4 separate regions of the Mus musculus genome follow, and all the other regions are linked to region 2. The links are chromatin contacts, called in public promoter capture Hi-C maps. All regions are on one chromosome and are shown on one strand. The core of a region is the stretch at or near the end of the contact, and the rest is flanking DNA. Distances in the headings are between cores, read along the strand shown.

Evidence for each region. Promoter capture Hi-C pulls out the DNA fragments that hold promoters and counts their contacts.
Region 1: a promoter capture Hi-C map of liver shows a contact between it and region 2, with 2.9 times the contacts expected there. The contact joins the enhancer-like site here to the promoter of Xrcc5 in region 2. A contact is called at or near these places in 3 of 39 promoter capture datasets (the 3T3-L1 cell line, liver and pre-B cells) and 3 of 115 datasets of contacts at active chromatin or transcription factors (astrocytes, embryonic stem cells and stem cell-derived neural progenitor cells).
Region 3: a promoter capture Hi-C map of second pharyngeal arch cranial neural crest shows a contact between it and region 2. The contact joins the promoter of 6030407O03Rik here to the promoter of Xrcc5 in region 2. A contact is called at or near these places in 3 of 39 promoter capture datasets (cranial neural crest, pre-B cells and second pharyngeal arch cranial neural crest), 1 of 15 datasets of contacts at CTCF or cohesin (stem cell-derived epiblast-like cells), 3 of 484 Hi-C or Micro-C datasets (the N1E-115 cell line and uterus) and 3 of 115 datasets of contacts at active chromatin or transcription factors (embryonic forebrain and stem cell-derived neural progenitor cells).
Region 4: a contact with region 2 is called in a promoter capture Hi-C map of the HPC-7 cell line, with 2.5 times the contacts expected there. The contact joins the promoter of Tmbim1 here to the promoter of Xrcc5 in region 2. A contact is called at or near these places in 2 of 39 promoter capture datasets (the HPC-7 cell line and liver).

What each region holds. Positions count from the first base shown.
Region 1 is chr1:74,082,876-74,086,383 of GRCm38.p6, forward strand. The region is part of intron 1 of Tns1 (tensin 1); the gene reads right to left. Among named protein-coding and RNA genes, the nearest start is that of Gm31637, 11 kb to the right of the region's middle. Within about 2 kb of position 1,661, at least 101 of the 459 cell types and tissues checked have an H3K27ac peak or open chromatin away from gene starts, as enhancers often do. A contact at or near this core is called in embryonic stem cells, where this site is marked.
Region 2 is chr1:72,305,203-72,309,133 of GRCm38.p6, forward strand. It overlaps Xrcc5 (X-ray repair complementing defective repair in Chinese hamster cells 5), which reads left to right and starts at 2,219. Exons shown (of 21, transcript NM_009533.2): 1 at 2,219-2,365. The coding sequence starts at 2,345.
Region 3 is chr1:73,862,245-73,865,777 of GRCm38.p6, forward strand. 6030407O03Rik (RIKEN cDNA 6030407O03 gene) reads right to left here and starts at 2,222. Exons shown (of 9, transcript NR_045311.1): 1 at 2,131-2,222; 2 at 415-872.
Region 4 is chr1:74,302,429-74,306,106 of GRCm38.p6, forward strand. It overlaps Tmbim1 (transmembrane BAX inhibitor motif containing 1), which reads right to left and starts at 1,908. Exons shown (of 12, transcript NM_027154.5): 1 at 1,695-1,908. The region is part of intron 2 of Pnkd (paroxysmal nonkinesiogenic dyskinesia); the gene reads left to right.

The DNA of each region.
Region 1 (3,508 bases), core at 411-2,910, 1.8 Mb after region 2:
AAGATCTTTGTGCCGAGTGAGTTTGCAACCATTCTGAAGCTTAAGATTGTTTTGAAATCAAAGATAGCCAGGCAGACTAGGTGAAAGGCAAGAGCAAACAGACAAGTCCAGGGCAGAGGTAAAAGCAAAGCAAGAAGAGGTTGAAGGCGTCAGCAGCGCCTCCTGGTGGTCATACTGAGCAGCAGCACTCCCCGAGCCGGTCCTAAATACCCCCCAGCTCCAGCCAGGAGTCTACCATTCCAGTCTACTGCCTGGGTTCAGTGAGGGTAGGGGCCTCCATCCCCTTCCAGTCTGCTGTCTCTCCTCCCACTTTCTCATCTCAGAGTTTGGTTGTCAGATTTCCTGGTCAATTTTGTCAGACATACTGGGGAGGGGCCCCAGCCATGGTGTGGGGTGGGAGGTGGAACAGAGAGGGAACTTGCAGTCCAGTTGGAGAGTGATGTGAGGGAGGCAGGCAGGAAGTCCCAGGCCTCTTTCTTCCTCCCCACTTAAAGAAACAGAATTTGACATTCTAGATAACCTTCCAAAACTCCCCTCCCTATACCCCCAAGTCCAGCCCTTTTCCCAAAGCCTAAGGAAAAGTCCCTTTTCCCAGAGCTCTGGAGTCCTTACAGCCTAGTGGGTAGGAGGGGGCAAGTGACGCCTTCCAGGCTGTTAAGAGACTATCCAGACTCATGCCTGGGACTGTGATACCACTGTCCCATCTGTCCTGGAAAACCTGAGTCTATAAACTTGCCCACAGTGGACCCGGAGGGCTAATGGGTGGTTCCAGGACTCTGACCTCCTCTAAGCAGTTCTGGGTGACTTTCCCCTCATCTAGCTCTGATGGAAGAACAGGCCTGGAATACACTGGGGCTGTGTAGCCGAGTGCATTGACAACCTTCTCTGGACCTCAGTACAAGGCGAAGCTTCGAGCTGCGGAGGGAGGGGGTGTGCTGACAGCTGTGGGGAGCAGAGAATATGAGGACACGTTAGCCCCCTAAGGACAGACTATAAAAATCTGTGTGAGGAAAAGTCAGCTCCATCATCCCCAATGAGAAGCAGGCCTCAGCTTCCCACACTAGGAAGTAGGGTATCCAGGGATGCTATAGAAAGGCTCAACACGTGGATTCTAATGTCACAGGATGTTGGTGGAGATGGTTTAGGGTGGGTTAGCCTCCTCCCTCTGATACCCAAGGACGTCTCAACCCTACAGACCAGAGTCAGAGCTTGCTACAAGAGCAGATTGGTGTTTAAGTCTGGCTCACCCTGCCCCGCTCGCCCATCTGGGACTGCTCCCCAGGTCCAGGCAGAGGATGAGAGTGAGCCCCATAAAGCCCACAAGCCCATAAAACATGCAGTGCCATCCAAGGACGGTGGCTTGTTAGGACAACGATTGCTGTCTTCCTGACAGGCGGCAGACAGCCACATGGGGCACAGCCAGGCCCTGCCCTCCCTGGATTAACAGGCAAGCCCAGAGGCAGGAGACATGGCCACAATGAAGGGAGGGGTGTCCTGGTGGCTCCAGCACTGTCCCACCTCCCTGCAAGCCAGAGTCAGAGCAAGGGAGCAGGGAAGGGATCCAGCTGGAAGCCCTGCTCCCCAGCCCTCAAGCCCCAGCAGCAGAGGGCTTTCAAAGCCTAAGGCCTTGGCCCATCTCAGCCCTTCCCTCTCTCCATTCAGCCAGCCAGAGGGTGTGGCACAACTGGCTGGACCATCAGGGGCTCTAGCCAGGCCTTGGTCCTGGTTGGGAGGAACTGCTTGCAGACAACTCCCTTCCTCGAGGGGCAGAGAGGCAAAGGGCTGTGTGCTAAAGAGGTCCACCCACTGTGAGAAAACCCCCAGTTCTGCCCTCCTCTGAGGCTAAACAGCTCTGGGTGGCCAGAAAAGACAGAAGTCTTCTAGCCAGAGAGCTGGGCAGCCTGGGAGATGGGATGGCCAAAAGCTGAGATAGGCTTTACCCTCTCCCTGTGACCCGGCCACCAAGGTCCCCTAGCCCTTAGTCGGGGAGTCTTAGTGCCTGCTCTCAGGCTTCTTCCTCCAAACCTCACCTTCACGGACAACACAGAGTTGCCTCCCTCTTGGGCCCCCAATTAAGGGCCTGCCCATGTTCTTGGTCACCCTGGTGGAAAACTCTGAGTCACCCTCAGCCCCTCCCTGCCCTCCCCCACCCTCTCAGCAGCTCGTTGCCAGATCCCGTGACTTTTGCCTCCTAATTCTCTCCACAGACTGACTCTCTTTCTCTCTCTCTCTCTCTCTCTCTCTCTCCTGCTTTTCAATTCTGCTGCCTCTGACCCTTCTCAGCCTGGTCACTTCTGCCTAGGACTGTTGTCATAGCTTCCAGGACCTCTGAACACCAACTTCAACTTCAACTCTGCAGGGGCCATGACACCCTCAAATGTTTCCCCCAAGAAGTCCAGGGAGCATGTGGTACTCACGGGCAGGAGACTCGTCCTCTATGCCCATCCACTCTCCCTGCCCACTGCCCACTCTCAACTGTCTATTCCAAATCCACACAGGCTGTGACCCCATCCAAGGCCCACCCATTGCAGGCCCGAGCTATCATTCCATGTCTCAGTAGCCTTTTATAAACCTAGCAGTACTGGAGCTGGTGAGATGGTTCAGTGATTATGAGCACTGCCTGCTCTTCCAGAGGACCCAGGTTCAGTTCTCAGCATCCACATGGGATCTGACACCCTCACACAGACACACATACAGGCCAAACACTAATGCACATAAAATAAAAATAAATTGATTATTTTAAACAAACAGACAATAATAGCAGTACTGAGGACTGAAATCAGAATCGCGCCCCCACACTTCAGGCAAGCATTCTACCATGAAGGGACGTCCCCAACCCCTTGGTCTCCATTTTAAAGACAAGTTCAGCTTTCTCACACAAAAGCAGAACTAGAAGCCCTGGTCCCAGGTTCCGGTCCAACCCCCATGCTTGGCTCCTCGGTGTGAGCCATCCTGATCACTGTTCTATTCAGTATCTTCCTGGCAACATACTGTCATTTGGATGGCCCGGCTAACCTGACCCTCTCACCACACCTGGACTGCACAAAACTATCCAGGAACCAAATCCCCTCCAGCGCAGCCTTCTAGACCTCCTGCCTGATAGCTTTAAGCTTGCCAGTTAGATCTCCCAAGAGGAACCTGCTGAGACCCAGCCCAGGGCCTGCCTCCAACCCACCCACTTCACCTCCCCCATCTGTCTCTATCACTCCTCACCCTGGACACCTCCATTTCCATCTCCCTCCTCTCTTCTCTCCTCCCCCCTACCCCCCACCACCTCACCCCTCTTTCTCTCCCTTCCTTCCACCCTCCCCGGCTCTTTCCCAAGTTAGTCCCTGGTATTGCTGCATTAAAACCTTCTGCTTCCCTGAGTGAAGTCAGCTACAGAACCAGGAGGTCACAGAGATGTAGACATCTGAGGTCCATAAGCGGGGCCAGGTGCCATAGTGCAGCAGTTCCCTCCCTGAATCCTCGCAGTGACAGTGACTTCCATGAGGCTGAGGAACTGCCC
Region 2 (3,931 bases), core at 969-3,468:
CATGTTGATTAGGTGAGCCAAAGGGGGCTTTTGATTGCTGGACTTAAACACTTTGCTAGGTGTGCCTCAGGAGGAGGAAGTGGGCAAATAAGGACTAGACTCTGAGGGCTAGCTTTAGGAATACAATCTAATGACTTTTAGTAAGGTAGAGGAGATGAGAGAGAAGGGCAAGGCCTGCCAGAGCCGTGTTTGCCATACTTTGGTTCTCTAGAGTTCCTTCGGATAGTAGCCAGGAACTCTGCTGCATTAATCATGTTTGTTCTTTCCCCCTGGATTAAAGGAAGCTTTTTTTTAGAGCAAGCAATGCTTAAACTCCATGCATTTTCAGGACCATGGTCTTCTAACTGCTTAGAAGTGGGTGGTTCTTGAGACTTCCATAAAGATTGTGTAGATGCAAACAAGGACAGCTACTAGAACCTCTTTTTATTTTTCCTAGGAAACAGACTTGTATTGGAAGTGTGTGTGTGTGTGTGTGTGTGTGTGTGTGTCTGTAGAAACGAGGGAGTAAAAGAAACAGAAGGGATGGAGGGAGGGAGAGAGAAGGAGGAGGGGAGAGAGGGGGAAAAAGAGAAGAGGGAGAGAGGAAGAGAAAAGAGAGACTCTATCCGAGATGGAACTATGACACAGCTTGCAAACATTCTCTGTGGTAAAGCCCTAGTAACTCTAAAGATGAACCATAGTAAAACTATAACTAGAAATAACGTTTCAGTTTCAAAAAATTCTCTAGTCTGAATAAAAGCATGGAAGAGTCCTCTGGGTGCGAAGTGTCTGTCTAGACACCACTGTGTTTATTTTAAAATTTTTATTTGTTTATTTTCTGTGTATGAGTGTTTTGCCCGTATGTAGGTTTGTGTATCACATGGGTGCCTGGTGTCCTCAGAACCCAGAAGAGGGTATGGGATCCTCTGGAACAGGAGTTACTGATGGCCGTGAGCTGTAATATGTGAACTGAACCCCAGTCCTGTTCAAGAGCAGCGAATGTATTTAACTGTTGAGCCATCTCTCGAACCCTATCAGCTTCGATTTTTAAACCTTCATTCCCTGAAGGCTTCTTCAAAAATTCTCCAAATCATATCAATTTTAGTGCCTGTTTTCTTGGGACCATTTTCAACAAAAGAGAATCTGATTGAACGTTTCCCACATTGAACAGAGGTTTGCAGACATTTTCCAGGTCTCTGGACCTTTTGTCCAACCACCTGCAGCTTGTGAGTCATTTTTGTATAGAAAACAGGCAGTTTCTGTGCAAGGGTTATCAGAAGGGAAGAACTGCAGGGCAATTTCCTTGCAAATGAGTGGTGAACACTCACGGGAATTGACAGCCTCCATCTCTAGAAAAGGGCATCTTTCCCAGCCACAGACACGCCAGGGTAGTAGGAAATTCTTCCCAGAGGCTAAGGTGTTTTAACCACTTTGTCTGTAGAGTTGAATGCCTTTCCTACTTTTTCTTCCTTTTTAAAGATTTATTTATTTATTTAATATATGTGAGTACACTGTAGCTGTCTTCAGACACACCAGAAGAGGGCATCAGATCCCATTACAGATGGTTGTGAGCCATCTTTTTCTTTTAACTCGGTGAACTCTCACTCTTCTCTTTGGACGTTGATCTAAGGTCATCGTGTTCATGGTTTTTTTTTTTTTAGTATCATATTTAGAAGGCCTTTAGAGGAGTTAAGTGACTTCGTGGATTCATCTTACACAGGGGACTTTTAACTCCAGAGTGCCAATACAAATTGCTAGCGAAAGGGATTATTATCAATTGAGTAATAGCAATTATTATTTTTTTTTTAGTTTTAAAAATCATGTATGCACGCGGCTGCATGTGGGTATGTGCATTGAGTGGAGGCCAGAAGAGGGCGTCAGATCCGCGGAAGGCTGATGTAGGTGCTGGGCTTTGAAATACCCTTGCGAAAACAGTACACATTCCTAACCTGGGACCCTTTCCCTTTAACCCCCTATTTACTTTTTTACTATTAAACTTGTTATTTTAAATTTATTTATTTACTTATTGTGATGTGTGGGACACGTGGAGATCAGAGGGCAACTTGTGGAATTGGTTCTTTTTCTCCACAATATGGGTGCCTGGAGCTTGAATGGGCTCGTCAGGCTTGATGACAAATGTCTTAGACGGCAGAGCCATTTCTCCAGCCCAGTACTGACTGGCTTTTAGCGGCTCAGAGAACAAAGCCTTGCCTAAGGAGGCAGGGAGAGAATTCTGCGCATGCTCAGAGCCCATGGCTTCCCCGCCTTGCACGCGGGACGTCTGGATCTGTGGGTTGCCCGGAACTGAGTTGCGACACTCTAGGTTTCCGCCCGGAAAAAGTAATCAAATCACCTGAGGACCAGCATGGCGTGGTCCGGTAATAAGGTACCGAGAGCAGGGCCTTTTGCCTTTCCTAAGCCGGGGATCTCTAGAGGGTGGAAGCTGTGGGAATCGCAGCTGAGTCAGCACTGAAGGATGGATGCTCAAAACGAAAGACTTGGGGTTCGGAGTTCTGCATTTGAGTCTTGTGCACCTTCACGCTTCCGAAATCCTCCCTCCTGCTTCTCCAGCCTCTCACCCTTCCCTCCTCCCTCGTTGCTTCAGTTTACTTTCTATCCACGCCACCTGCTAACACAGACGTCCTTTATTGCTTCCGAACCTGGGTTCTAAAAATCTTTGTAAGTTATCGAGGATAGATCCCCTACATGCCAGGCTCGTAAAACTTCAGAGGGGTTTTGTGATTCTGTGAATGAAATAACTCAAGGTGTAATATTACGTAATATTATGACCTTCATAATAATTTAAAAATCTCGAATTTATTGAAAGCTTACTGTGTGAGGCACAACTAAGCCCTTTATTCCTATTTAATTAAATCTTCACACCAAACCGTGAGACGACCATTATTACCCTTAGCTTGTCAGTAGGAGAACCAAGCAAGACATGAAGAACTGAAGTGATTAGAACGTGGTCACCCTTTCCATGAGTGGTAACATGTGAATGGGAATTCATTCGGAGCTCTGAAAGAAAAGCAAAACAGAATGCTCAATTTCTAAGAATCTATGATCTTAGAATCCTAGATTAATAATGGAAATTACTGTAAACTTTAGAGAGGTTGTTTTTGATCACTAGAGAGAGATGCAATGGCAAGGATCCATTCATTCGTTTAATACAAACAAGATAGGGGTTCAATAACGGAGCTCTGTTTTCCTCCACCCCCATTTGGGAATTTGATGAAATTATGAACCCATAATGATGTTGCTCGCTTCCTTTGTTCCTCTGCCTTCAGTTGCTGAGAACTTTGTAGCTCCCGTGAAGGACTTACTGTGGCAGATGTACTTGATAAAATTCTAGCAGGTTGTATTGCTTCAGTGTGGTAATGAAGAGCTGCAGTACCCTCCCAGTTTGTCTTCCCTGGTTTTCTTACTGCTTCCAAAGACTTTAAATTATCATAAACCATTCTTCCAGACCAGAATTTACACTGTCAAACTCTTTGATGCCTTACTCTGAATCTCTAATTCTTGACAAAAGACTCCCAGTCTTTTAGTGTTTGCTACTTTAAAAGTAGATTTGTGGCCGCCTATTAAAGGAACACAGCCAGCATATTTTGTGATGCCTACATTTAAAAAAAAAAAAGATTTTTATGCTGAAGGAATCACTGTGGGATGTAATTTGAATTCCTCTCAAAGGTATTCTGTAGTTTATTAATGTTCATCCCAAGATAGGTTGTTGTTGTTTCTGAAACCTGTTAAATTTCAGAGTGTCATGTGATTCCATTCTTTATGAACTAAGGGAAACTAGTATTTCCTTTGAGTGTTGCAAAAACGTCAAAATTGGGGGCTCATCCCCCACTATAGGAGCTGGTCCAAGTTTTCCAAACACCTCTAGAGTCAGATGATGACCGTCTTAACTGGTCACTTTTCAGTCTTTGTCGCCTAAGATGATGCCCAGAAC
Region 3 (3,533 bases), core at 972-3,471, 1.6 Mb after region 2:
GGGTTGGGGAGCAGGGGATAGGGAATTTTCAGAAGGAAAACCAGGAAAGGGGATAATATTTGAAATGTAAATAAAGAAAATATCTAATAAAGAAAAAAAAAGGCAAAGTCACAGGAAAAAGGCAAACCTCCACAAAGCTGAGAGAGTGCATGCAACTAATACTTTGTAAGGCCTGGCCCTGAAACATGTCCCTTCCCGTGAGGGACAGCTGGCTAGGAAGTCTCACCCAGACCCCTGATCATGAGTGAAGAACCTCAAGGATAGTAGAATACTGGCAGCTTGCCTAAGCTAAGAGTCTTTTCAAATAAGGCTTTCACAAACTGCAAACGTTTAGAAATCAAAGCATCTCTTTAAGCAGCAGAAGGCAAATGAGGCCCCATCCCCCACTCCTCCCCTTCCCAGTCTGCTCCGCACCTCCCATCAATGGCTAGGGGACCTTAACACCTCTAAAGATGCAGGCTATAAAGAAGACAAACTGCTAAGCTTCCCGCCTCCGTGGACAAAGGATTGCAGACTGCCAGGGAAATTTTCAGACAGAGGTCCGGAAGTCAGAGCGACCAGCTGAGTGTCTGGCACCTGAGGCCACACCTAGGCATACGCAGGGTACTGCACGCTCCAGGCCTGGTCTGAGGCCAGCACGTTCTCTTGTGCACGTCTGCACTGCCTAACAAGATCTGGCCTCTGCCTTCCTCTGCTTGGGCCTCTCAGGGCCTCTCCGCACGGGTAGACACTACCCCCTGGTGGGCTTGGGCGCCCTGTGCAGGCCTTCAGGTCTTGGCCTCCAGAAGAGTTTGGTTTTCCTAAAAGAAGCCCCATCACGGAAGCTGTTGGGGGACTGGGATTCCATGGTGTGGGTGAGGGCCTCCGGGATCCTAGAAGAAGCGAAAGAAAGAAGCAGAGGTTTGGTGTTGCTCGCTAGCACTCTGAGATAGCGATGGAGCAACAGGAAGGTGACAGCGGCGGAGCTTTCTAGATATCGACACCTGTTGTGGGAAAGGAAAGCACTCCCTGCTGGCCAGAGGGGAAACTGAGACTGAGCCGTCACTTGAAGCCTGGGACTGAGGGATGATGGGACATGAAGCTGAGTGGTCCTTTAAACTTAGCAAATAAAAATCTGGAGACTGTAAATCTTTCGTTTACGATTAACAGTGAATGCTCTTTAGCAATGTACTAGCCATGCACAGCGAGCAGGGTATCTGTGCAAAGAGCCAGGGAACTAACTGATGCTGCATTGGAGATTACAGAGGAGTTGGGGATACAGGTGGAATGCCCCAAATTAACCTGTAAGCCTCACCTGCCCCGTTCATTAACCAGTTCACTAGTTAAAGCTACTAGGTCTCTTCTTAAAAGAAGACAAACAGGTTCGCCTTGCCCATGAGCTTCATATTAAAGAATAAACAGGTTTCAGATGGTTTCTGCTAAAGAAGCCTGCTTTACAATGACTGCTTTCAATAACGAGTACTTATGTCTTTGGTAAATGACTAGATGAAAAAATTTCGTTCTGAAATATATAAAGATTTGAGAATAAAAAAAACTTGAATAAGTTATAAGGATCTCAAAAATGATTGTGGATATATAGAAATAAAAAAGGTTTCGGATTCCTTTTCCATTCTATGCTGTTATTGCCCTGAAATTTGGGGGGGGGGGGTGTCAGGATTTGATGAAGTACCAGCTGTTTTACTACTCAGTCACAAGCTCAGGATTTTGAGTTTTCTTTGGTTATCTTCTAGATATAGACTTAGAGGTGCTTTTTATTGGGTTAAAATATCTCTATCCAATTATACACCTGGCTCTTTAAACAGAAAAAAATTTTTTTCATGTTCAGAGAAAAATGCTACAGTTCTTACTAAGACTCAAAGGCGTAAGTCTGCTGCTTCACAGAGTCCCATCAACTGCTTTCCCTACCATGTGAATTTCAATAAAATGGCAACGCTGATCTATCTCCTTTTATGAACTGAAAATTCGCATGAGCTTCAGGGAATCAGAGAAGTCGTAAGACTTGGATCCACCTACCAGAGTCAAATGGACTCCGGACAGTACAGCCTGAGTTTCTGTATCTGTCTGTCCCTAAGAATGGAGTTTCCCCTGGTCTTGGGATTCCTCCCCCTCCCCGGTAACACAAAAATTTACCTTCTGTCCCGAGTCTATATTTGTCTCAACAGATTTTCACTTGGCTGACAGACTTCATCCAGGGATGCAAACTGCAGAGCTCTGGACTTGCTGAAAATTATGTAAACCAGTCCAGCCAACATGATTGCTCCTTGTGCCTTCAGCTGGATCAGCCAATCCAGTGCTTCTGACAAATGCCCCATTGTCCAGCCTTTCACTAGCCTCTCAGTCTTCTGGGGCCCTGGCAACAACACCCTAATGTCAGCTGGAAGTAGTTACGGAAGAAAATATGTTGTCTGTTACCCCACCTAACAGGCTGAAAATGCTAAGTCAAAGAGAAACTCTGTGGCATAGAGGACAAAATGGCTACCTATAAGCTGACTGACACATCAGAAAAATGGGCCCAGATTTGTCAACTCGTAGATTTATTAACTAAAATAGTTCTACAATATGATAGGATACTTAACCTGCTTTATGCAAAATAAAAAGTATTATGTGCCTTTAAAAATATTTCTATACAAATCATTCAGGACTATAATTTGGCTGTACTCAAGAAACATTGCAAAAAGGGACCTGAGATAAAATAAATGACTGGTTTCCCATCCATGTCCAGGCTCCTTCTAGATAGTAACTCTAATGGTTAGTAGATCTAAAATATAAACAAGTACCCATCATAGGATCAAAGACTTGAGAGGCAACACCAGGGGGAATGTAATGCCCAAATTTAACCTGTAAGCCCTATCTGCTCAGGACAACAGGTAACTTCCTAGAATGCTGGGAACTGTAGTTCTTGGAAAATAACAAAGCCTCATGGGAAAGTACCATGACCTATAGGTTTGTCCTTATAAACCCCTTCAACATAACCCAGGGCTCAAGGCCACTCTCTGCTGAGAAATTTCAGGAATGGTCCTGACCAAAGCCCTTATCTTGGTCAGTATTTAATATTTAATAAAGCTTGCTTTTAAGCTTGCCCCAAAATGGTGAGATTGGTTTTGCTTCAACGAATCTCATGATTAACATAGCAAATAAGCAATATACTAGGAATGGTGATCCCAGTATCTCCCAAAGAGATAGAAGTGGGACATACAGGAGATAGAGCAACAACAAAAACAGGAGTCAGAGAGAGAAGAGGGAGGGGGGGTAGGAAGAGAAGAAGGAAAGGGAGACTATTATGGTCTGTATGCTTTTGTCTATCCAAGGGTCATACACTGAAACTCTAACGCCGATAGGATAGTATTAGGAGGTGGGGCTTTGAAGGGTAATTAGGTTTAATGAGATGGTGGGGGGTGGACCCCATGATACCATTTGTGTCTTTATAAGAAGTAGATCAGAGCTTACTGTCTCCATCTTGTCAGTGTAACTGGCCCTGCAGAAATGAAGACATTCTAAAGAGACAATTATGTCTCTTGCTCTATAAGACGACG
Region 4 (3,678 bases), core at 658-3,157, 2.0 Mb after region 2:
GATGAGGTGCCGTGCCCCAGTGTTGTTACTGTTTTGTGAGGCAGGCACTTGCCCTATAACTCAGGCCACTCCACCACACACTCAGTCCCTCAGTCCCGGTGCTTTTACTCTGTCTTAAGGGCCCATGGTGAGAGGTCTTGGGTTGGGAGGTGCTCTGCTATAGATGGCTTCTATCTGAGGATCCCCCATTCTTACCGAGGAAGCTGAGCCTAAGTGCCTATTACCCTAGCCCATGAGCTTCTCCAACTACTTGCCAACTAATATTTTATTACCTCTTTGATCTGCCCAGTTTTACATGAGCAGCCCTGAAGTCAGACAGGAAATCAGGACCCTTGAAGCAATGGTCTCACCTCCCTTGAAACTATAAAGCAAGACCAGGGCCCCATGACTGGAGAGGTAAGAACAGGCAAGTGAAGAGGAGAGGGAGTATGGTGGCCTGTTTAAGGCAGACAAAGCAGCACAAAGAAGCACCTGGCTTGCCCAGCCACCACTGGCCAGGCCAAAGACACCAGCTTTGAAACCAAAGCTCACCACTGAGATAAATATTTCAGAGTCTCAGAGAACCAGACACCTGCCAGACCTTCCATGACAGCTCTCCCCACTTATCCGGTGTTTAGGTTGACCCTCAGCCCCATGGGTACCACCACCCATAGGCCACAGTGGAGTGAGTGACTGGGGAAGGATGCCCCGGGGAACAAGACCTGGTGAAGACAGTCCAGGCTCTGCCTTGGCAGAGAGCCTTCCATTCCTTCCTCCTTTTCTGGTTCCCTCCTGGCCCTCCCAAACCTGCTTTCCCTTTTCCCATTTCCCTGTTTCTTTTTTTTTTTTTTTTTTTTTTTTATTTTTTATTCTGACCTAAAGAGGTCACCAGGGCCAGGCAAGACAGCTTTCACCTGTAATACTCCCAGCACTTAAGGATCTGAGGCAACAAGTTCAAGGCTTGACTGGGCTACTGAGTGAAACTGTCTCAAATAAATAAATAAATAAATAAATAAATAAATAAATAAACCAACCAACCAACCAACCAACCAACCAACCAACCACAGTTCATCAGCTTGACTGTACTTTCTGGTAGGCTTCTGAATTACAGAGCAAAGGAACAGGAGCAGGCCAGGTTAGGAGTAGGAATGGCTTCTTCTTTAGACCTTAGGTTGGCCCGCTGGCTTCTCTGAGCTAGGGCTCCCTCCTCCCACCCCCCACCTTAGACAGATTCTCATCACCAGTTTTTACGCAGCCTGGTGACGCCAGGGCAAGCTCGAACAGCCCCGGGTGGGTTCCAAGCCTCTGGCTGGCTCCCTCCCTCCCTCTCCCCACCAGCTGAGGACCATGACCGCCTCCATTCTCACTTGCTGCACGGCCACTCTGGGGCCCCGGAGTGGGGGACACGTCCTCAGACAAACAAGCCACTCAGCCACTGAGAGGAGCACCCTACAAGAAGCGGGTCAGCTCGCGGGTGCGCACCGAATGCGGTTGCGCCACAAGCCCGGGCCATATGTCCTGCCCGGGCGCACATGGAAAGTGAAGACCGGAACAGGCAGAACGAAAGGACCCTAGCCTGGCTCCGGAGCACGACCGGAGTCGGCCCGCGCGTGCCAGAAAAGTTCGGGCGCCTGGGCGCAGCGCCGCCCCAGGCCACTTCCATTCCCCGCCGGTCTCGGGTCCCCACCTCCAACGGCCGCAGCCCCCTCACTTGCCTGCGCTGTTCCGGACCGTGAGATCCGCCTGGGCCTCCGGGCGCTGGCGAGGACTGGGCTGGGCCGGGCTGGACTGGGGCTCCGTGCCCCGCCCCGTCTCTCTCCGCCGCCAGTGGGGAGGAGCCGCCCGGCACCCCGAGACCTCCAGGGAGCGCTGGGGTCCCCTCCAGACCTCAACCACGACCCAGGTGTGAGTGGTTCACATTTACTGGAAGCAACGCCGGTTCGCAGCGAAAACCCAAACTCACTGGGAAAAAAATAACTTCTTTCCATGAATTCCAGACTCCACCCCAGTAAGAAGTGCTATTTATGCGTCATCAGTGCCTACATATCAGCGATTTGCGCTAGGGGCTTTAGAGCTAATCCTGTTGTCTTAAAAGTTGTTATTGGGTTTGTTTTTTTGTTTGTTTGTATTCTGGGTAAAAGAGCGATGTCGCTATGTACCTCAGGCTGGTCTCCAGCACTTGTCACCCGGCCTCAGCCCAAGTGTTGCAATTACTGACCCTGGTTTCACATAGTCAGATTTCACTGATTTTTTTTCCCTCTTTTTCTTTTTTGTCACTAACTGATCTTCAGCACTTTCGGTCTAGGGGCGTAGGTCAGTGGTAGATCTCTGGCTTTCCATGTGAGAGACCCAGCTGGGTTTCATCCCCATGCCAGGAAAACCAAACAACAAAAGAATAGTTTCAATGATGCACAATATTGTATCACATGGCTATGCTATGTTTATATCAATTCATTCTTAAAACTTCTTATTTCGTGAAAAAAAAATTTAAGTCACAAAAAAAAGAAAGAAAAAAAAAGAAAAGAAAAATTTAAGTCACAAAAAAGTCTGTGGTGACTAAGAATTCTGTGCTTGTAAGCTAACCGCCCTTTTCAAATGTAAAACTTCAAACACAGGCATGAGACTCCGAAGCTATGCTTGGAATCAGTCATGTGTCACTTAATGACAGGGATGTGCTAGGTTAGGAAATTTCTGTTTTGCAAACCTCATGGTGTGTTTACACTAACAGCTCACTATGTGTGACTGGGAAGTAAAAATAATCTTATAGCAGTTGGCAGTATGCTGGCTTAGGGTGCGAGCAGTCCTGGGTTCCATCTCCAGCACTGCATAAACAGTGGAAGTGGCATGTGCCCGTAATGCCAGATATTTTGGGAATGTTAATAATAAAATAACTTACCTCAAAGAGGTTAAGAGGAGCCAAATATGTGGCCATGGTCAGAGAAAACCAATATAGGTTATCCAAAAGTCTGTGTTCCAACATGGGAATCGTTTGGTGAAGTTTTGAGGAGGTTGGAAAGTCATCTTAATTAGGGTTTTATTGCTGTAAACAAACACCATGACCAAGGCAGCTCTTATAAGGACAGCATTTAATTGGAGCTGACTTACAGGTTCAGAGGTTCAGGCAATTATCATCAAGGCGGCATCCAGGCAGGCGTGGTGCAGGAGGAGCTGAGAGTTCTAAGTCTTCATCTGAAAGTCACTAGAAGACTGGCTTCCAGGCAGCTAGGATGAAGGTCCTAAAGCCCATGCCCACAGTGACACACTTCCTCCAACAATGCCACACCTACTCTAACAAGGCCAAACCTCCAAATAGTGCCACTCCCTGGGCCAAGTACATTCAAACCACCACAGGGGTGTTTTGATTTGGTTTTGGTTTTGTTTTAAGGGTCTCACCATGTAACTCTAGTTGACTTGGGATTCAGTATGGAGACTAGGCTACCCTGGAACTCAGAGAGACTGCCTACCTCTGCTTCTTGAGTGTTGGGATTAAAGGTGTGCATAACCATACTAAGTTTGATAAAGTTTTTATATCGGTAGAAAAGAAAGTGTTAGTTGAGGCACTTTTCAAATGGACATTTGGAAAAACTAAGTAGGAAGTTATAGCAAAATGGATCATCTCAACTATAGCTCTAGGCCTCAGGGCTGTGTGATGAGACTCAGCCTTTGGGTTGATAGAAGGGTTTCATCTATTAGTCACTG